2 separate regions of the Oryctolagus cuniculus genome follow, and region 1 is linked to region 2. Evidence: chromatin contacts called from public Micro-C data. All regions are on one chromosome and are shown on one strand. The core of a region is the stretch at or near the end of the contact, and the rest is flanking DNA. Distances in the headings are between cores, read along the strand shown.

Region 1 (3,019 bases), core at 455-2,954, 340 kb after region 2:
AACGGGCGCCTGTGTCCGCCCTTCGAAACCCACCCAACGCAAGCTCCGAGAGTCAAGAACAGGCGCTCACCTCTTCTATCAGGTTCTGCTTCAGCTCCAAGCCCTTCTTGGCAGTTTTGGTTAAGGACACTACCACAAGGGAAAACAAGCGGAGTGACGATCAGACATCCGCACGCCTGGAGACCCATCTCCTTCTCCGCCCTGGGGACCCATCTCCTTCTCCGCTTCAGTAGCTCGGCTGGACCAGGCGGCCTGAGGGGAGGCAGCCAGGCCTCTGCTGCCGTCGCTTCTCGCAGCGTCCCTGGAGGCCTACGTCCCAGCGTTCCCGGGTCTGGAGTCCCTTAGCCCCTTGGGCTGACCCCCAAGTCTCTACTTCCAGTCCCAGGTGAGGCGTGCTCCGGCTGCTGTCCTGCTCTCGGCCGGGACGCGCAGAGGCCTGCTCCGGCCGGCCTGAGCTGTGGCAAGCCGGGCTGTTATGTGTCCCCTACCCAGAGGAGCTGCCACGTGCCAGATCTGACCAGGAATCAAATCCTGCCAAACACCTAACACAGCACCACCGGCAATGTCCCCTTGCGCACCCTGCCCGGCACTCGCAGTCCCTCTGCACAAGGCACAGCGGACAAAGGCGAGCACACCAGTCAGCGGCCAGTGTGAGAGAGGAGGGCAAATGAAACACAGCCACTCACTCCCACGATACCCGCTGCTCCCACTCGGCCAGCGTCAGCCTTACTCGCCCTCTGCCCCCACCTTCACCCAGGCTACCAGCCTCTGACACTAAAGACCCCTCCCATCGCCGCTCGGATTAAGCTCCAGGAAGCCAGGCGTTTCCCTACCTCGGGACCCTGCACGGCGCGTTCCCCCCGAGACCGCCCAGGCTTCTGCTCGTCAGTGGGGCCCTCCCGGAACCGCACTACACAGGATGTCACTTCCACCTCTTTGCACCACGTTTATTCCACGAGGGCCACCACGATCTGACAAACCCCGTTTATCCCGCTTCTTATACCTTGGGGGATCCGTGATTAGTGCACGACTAAAGCGATTAGCGAGGACGTCCTTGTCCTAAGTGCCGCATCCTCCAATGCCCAACAAGTCCCAGACCCTTAAGCACTGTTGAAGATGCCAAAGCTCCCGAGTGACAGACGCCAGGAACGGTGTCTCAGGAGGCACCTCTCCTGGACGGACAAAGTCCAGGCATATGGGGACGGGGGCATCTGCGTGCGTGGGGCTAAAGGAAACGCAAGCAGAGAGTCAGACGCGGGGACACGCCTGTTCCGCAGCTCGGGAAAGGCAGCCAGGGCGGCGGGAGCGCAGAGACAGAGGGAAAACGGGGAGAGGCTGCGGTGGGGGACGCGGCCCAGCCTGGACGCTCGCAAAAGCGCTGGAAGCCAGGCCACAGAGCTGGTTTCCCCGCCCGGGCTCCAGCTCCCGCCGGTGATCCCGCCGCCCCGGGACCCACGCCAGCTCGCGGCGAGCTCCCCACGGACGTCCCGGGGACGCGCTCCGGGCCCCGCCGCCCCAAAGCCCCACCGCTGGGTCCCGTCTCCCGCTCGGCCCACCTTTCTTGTCCCGCTTGGACTTGGGCATCGCGCTGGAGCCACGTGCGGCTGAAAGTGGTGCGGCTCGCTAGGACCCCGGCGGCGCGGGGGCCTCTGGGACGCGCCTTGGAGGCTGCCCTCGCGTGTGCCTGACCCGATCTGCCCTGCGACCTGTCTCCCCTGGCCGTGCCGCCGCTCACGGGTTCGCCTGTGCTTGCAGGGCGGCTTGCCGGAGCGTCCTGGAGTCCTCCGGGCACTGAGCGCCCTACCGAAGGCCTGGCGAGCGGCCTCAACTCTATGGTTCCAGGGAGGCGGAGCCTGCGACCCGGTGCATGCCGGGCCGGCGGCGGGCGGGGCCTCGGGCCTGTCATGGCGGCGGCGTCCGCTTCCCGGTTCTGGTTCTGGGCTGCGCTGCTCATCCCTGCGGCCGCGGTCTACGAGGACCAAGTGGGCAAGTTTGACTGGTGCGTGCGCGTTGGGGTGATTCGGGAAGCAGGTGGTTGTTTTCCCAGCACCTGCGTCCGACCTGCTAACGGGCGGGAGGTTACCATGTCGCGGGGTCGGCTGCGGACCTGCGGGCCCCAGTGCAGAATGAAAACGGGGATCTCTTCTTCCAAAAAGAAGAATTTTAGGACGAGGTGCACTAAGCCGAGCATTGGGGGGAGTGCTTGTGGGACGGTGCGGGATGCCCGCCCGAAACCGGCCCTGTGGGGTTCTGGTGGGCGGTGACAGACGCGGCCCCCGGCGACCAGGCGTGCGTGGGGTGGCGGTGACAGGGCTCCCTGCGGCCGGGCGTGCGTGGGATTGTTCAGTGGGTACAGTGAGAATGGAGTATGTGAAAACACGCGTACAAACTGTCAAAGATCATAAAAATCTGCCTCTGCTAACTTAGTTTCTTTTTCTTGTTTCTAAGTATTTATGTATTGACTTGAAAGAGCAACAGAGAGGGAGAGATGGAGAGGGGAGCAGGACCTCCTAGTTGAAGAGAAACACTGACAGTCTTCCAGCTAATGCAATGCATAACGAGAGGGTCATGGTATATGGTAATGGAGTGGTTTGCTCCCCAGAGGGCCGGGCCAGGCCAAAGCCGGGAGCCATGGGGCTCCAACCCTGGTCTCCCACGTGAGTGGCAGGGGCCCACGTGCTTGGGCATCTTCCACTGCCTTCCCAGGCCCATCAGCAGGGAACTGGATCTGAAGTAGAACAAACAGCCCAAACTCGAATCGCCATGCAACACAGGGTGCTGGTATTGGGAGTGATGGCTTAATCCTCTGCACCACAGCACCTAGCCTTTTTTTTTTTTTTTTTTTTAATTTAATAAACGAGACCGAGCTGCACACGCCACAGGTGCTGAACGTGCTGGTCTTGCATTAGCTGCAGTGTGTAGGTACCGCCCATACGCGGTGGTTTCCATCTCGAGAGGGACCATACTCCCTTGGTGCTGGTGCAGGGTGCTGAAAGTGACCCAGCCCAGGCACAGCATG
Region 2 (3,199 bases), core at 227-2,726:
CACCCACACCCCTGTCTTGGCCTGCAGCACACAGGCCCCCAGGGACAGCGGGAAGAGGCAGCAGCCTGCAGGGGTGGGTGAACAAGGGGCCGCTCAGGCCTCCCCTCGTCTTTGGCCCCCATTCTTGAGGCAAACCACACCCGAGCAGCCCCAGCCCTGGGGGAGGCTCAGGAGGTCACAGCTTAGACAGCCACAAAGGGTGAGGGGCTCCTCCACCCCCACCCAGCCAGGGCCTGGTCCCTCTTCCCCTGGGGCGCCCCCACTTACAGGCTGGGGGTGCACAGCTGGGCGAGGGTCTCCCAAAGCCTGCAAATGCGGCCTGGACCTCTGAGGTCCGCCAAGTCCCTGGCCACGCCGAGGCAGGCAGCTGCCCTCGACCGCGGCTGGGGCAGGCTCAGCGGCAGCCCCGCCCTGCGAGCGGGCGGGCAGGTGGCCGGCAGCAGGGCCCTGCTGTCCAGACAGCGTCGCGGGGGTGGAATTCATATAAAAAAAAAAAAAAAAAAACGAGCCCCCGGAAAGGGCTCTCCCGGCCCCAGACTCAATTCCAGGTGGGGACGACCCAGGCCAGGCCCCGGGCGCGGGCAGAGGGTTTTGCACTTTGGCCCGGCCCCAGGAAACAATCTAGCAACCCAACTTGGGGGGGTGGGGGCGCCTCCAACACCGTGGGATGCCTGAACTGGAGGGCGGGGGCCCGGGAGCCGCACGGGGGGAGCGGCGCGGGGGGACGGGGAGGAGGAGACATAAAGGCAGAGCCACAAGCCCCGGGGAGCAGAAAACTGAGGTGGGGGGGGCGCAGAAAGAGGGGCGGAAACGGGGCGACGGGAACCGCGGGAGGGGAGAGGGGCGCAGAGCGAGGCCGAGCCGTCCACGAGCCCGGAGGCCCGAGCAGCGCCGGGGGACGCGCGAGCCCAGCGGCCGAGCCCCGGGCGCTGCCCCGGCGCCCGCGCGGCCCGCCCGGCTCCGCATCTCCCTCCGTGTCCTCTCGGGCCGCGGGAACTCCGACCGAGAAACCGGACCCCGAGGCGAGTTTGGGGACGGGCTCCGGGCGCAGCGCTGCCCCCGGCCACCCCCGCGCCGCGCCCACGTCCCCGGCTCCCGCGCCCGGCGGGCCCTGGGCTCCCGAGCTCGGCGGCGGCGGCGCCTCCGCACGGTGCCCGCGGCCGCCCGACGCGCGGGGGTGCGCAGCTCGCGGCCGGGGGCGCGGCCGAAGCCTCTGGAAGCCGGGCGCCCGCGTGCCGGCCCGGGCGGGACTTACCGCGCGCGGCAGCGGCGGCGGAGGCGGCGGAGGAGCGCGGGCGCGCCCGCCGGGTCCTGCGCAGCTGGTGCGGGCCGCGGGGTCGCAGGCCCGGGCGCCCCCGGGAGGCTGGGCGAGGCGGCCGGCGGAGCTGGCGGCGGCCCCGCGAGGCTCGGCTGGGCTGCGCTGCGCGCCGTCTGCGGCCCGGGCGGGCGCGCGGTGCGGGGGAGCTGCGAGCCGAGCGGCTCCGACGTCAGGGAGTCTCGGCTCCAAATAGGGAGCGAGGGCGGGGGCAGCGAGGGGAGGGACGCGGAGGAGAAAGGGCGGGCGGGCCCCGCGCGCGGCCGCTCCCTCCGGGCTGCGGCGCAGGAGGGGCCCGCGGCCGCCGTGGCCCCGGCCCGGCTCCGGCGCGGTCCGACGGCGCGGAGGAGCGCCCCCGGGCCAGGGCAGCGAGCGGGGCGCCGTGGCCGGTGCCGAGGCTCCCTCCCGAGTGTGTCTGCGCTGGGTCTTCCCTCCGCCTGGCTTCTCCCGAGTGCGTCGTGCCAGGCCTCGTGGTGACCAAGCTGTCCTTTAAGGGGCACTGGGCACTGCAGTCTTGGCCTGAGCTGCGGCCCTCCGAGTTCCGGGCGCCGGGAACGCGGCCTACCGGTGGGGGAGAGGGGGAGTCCTGCGGCGCGCCCGTCCTGCCCGCTCCCCGGCGCGCGACCCGTTGTACCCCAGGGCCGCCTGGCCTCCGCTGGAGTCTGTCACCGGGCTTCCGATGGGCTCCAGGCGCTGGCTTAACCGTGCCAAGACGAGAGAAGGATCTGGGAGCCCCTGGAGGAACGATGCTATTCAGAACGCCAGGAAACAGACTCACCTCCGGGGCTCGCAGAAGAGCGAAGGGGCCGTGTGTGCTGTGATCCCAACCCGGCGAGACACCAGCTCTGCCCTGTGACGGTGGCAGCTCAGGGACACCGTGTGGGCCCCGTCTGTGGGACCTGGGGGGGAGGGATTGTTTTCGTGGCACGGTTGAGCCGTGTCCATGTGTTTCACCTGGCTTGGTGGGCGCAGCCCTGCTCTGCCGGTGTCACGAGGTTGCTGAGCCCCGTGGTTGGCTCCTGGTGGCCCGCAGGTGACTCCCTCCGCTGGGCCCTCTCCAACTCAGCCGGCATCGCCAGGCATCCAGGCTGTTGCCTACCCGCTGTTCCCTGTGCCTGCACTTCCCTCCCGCCCGAGGAACCCCCTCTGCAAGCACCGGGTTGGGAAGTCTGGAGTGGTCCTGGAGCAGGGGTCCCTGCCCCCCGGAAGTGTGCCGCTCTCCTATCTGGCCTGGGCTCCCGGAGGGCATGGGTCGGGGGGCTTATTGCCCGGTGCTCGGGGCTCACGGTGGGACCAGGCAAGGTGCACAATGCATTAGGTTGAGTGAGGTAATGACCGTCCCCACCGTTGTAGCACAGGTCAATCTCTTCTTTCTATTGGTTGATTTCATTTATTTGAGGGGGGGGAGAGCGAGCTTCCATCCACTGGTTCATTCCCCCAAATGCCTGCAACAGCTGGGGCTGGGCCAGGCCAAAGTCAGGAGCCCAGAACTCAATCCAAGTCTCTAAAGTGGATGGCAGAGGCCAAGAATTCAAGCCATCATCTGCTGCTCCCGGCATGCACCTCAGCAGGAAGCTGGACGGAAGAGCAGAGGTGGGACTCTGATGTGGCATGGGGCGTCTCCAGCACGCACCGAGGTCCCGCCCTCAAAGTCTTCCCACAAGCTGTTACACAGCGCACAGGCACGCAAGCACTTCCCGTGTGCCTCATCCCCTCCGAGCACTTCCCACTCGTGATAAATCTGCGCGACAAACAGTAGTGCTATCACCATTCCATGAGAAAGTTCACGCCCAGAGGGAGAGGCCACGTGGCCTGGCTGAAGTCACACAGGGGTGCGGCTGACGTCTGGCAGAGAACCACGTGCCACAGAAACCAGCCTCGTGG

What was found. Hi-C and Micro-C count contacts between places; a contact is called where the count stands out from the background.
Region 1: a Micro-C map of ear pinna shows a contact between it and region 2, with 3 times the contacts expected there. The contact joins the promoter of MRTO4 here to the promoter of NBL1 in region 2. A contact is called at or near these places in 2 of 6 Hi-C or Micro-C datasets (ear pinna and an unstated tissue).

What each region holds. Positions count from the first base shown.
Region 1 is chr7:151,342,519-151,345,537 of mOryCun1.1, forward strand. MRTO4 (MRT4 homolog, ribosome maturation factor) reads right to left here and starts at 1,705. Exons shown (of 8, transcript XM_002716008.5): 1 at 1,557-1,705; 2 at 71-129. The coding sequence starts at 1,584. EMC1 (ER membrane protein complex subunit 1) reads left to right here and starts at 1,844. Exons shown (of 23, transcript XM_070079217.1): 1 at 1,844-1,999. The coding sequence starts at 1,905.
Region 2 is chr7:151,007,225-151,010,423 of mOryCun1.1, forward strand. It overlaps NBL1 (NBL1, DAN family BMP antagonist), which reads right to left and starts at 1,477. Exons shown (of 4, transcript XM_070079208.1): 1 at 1,256-1,477.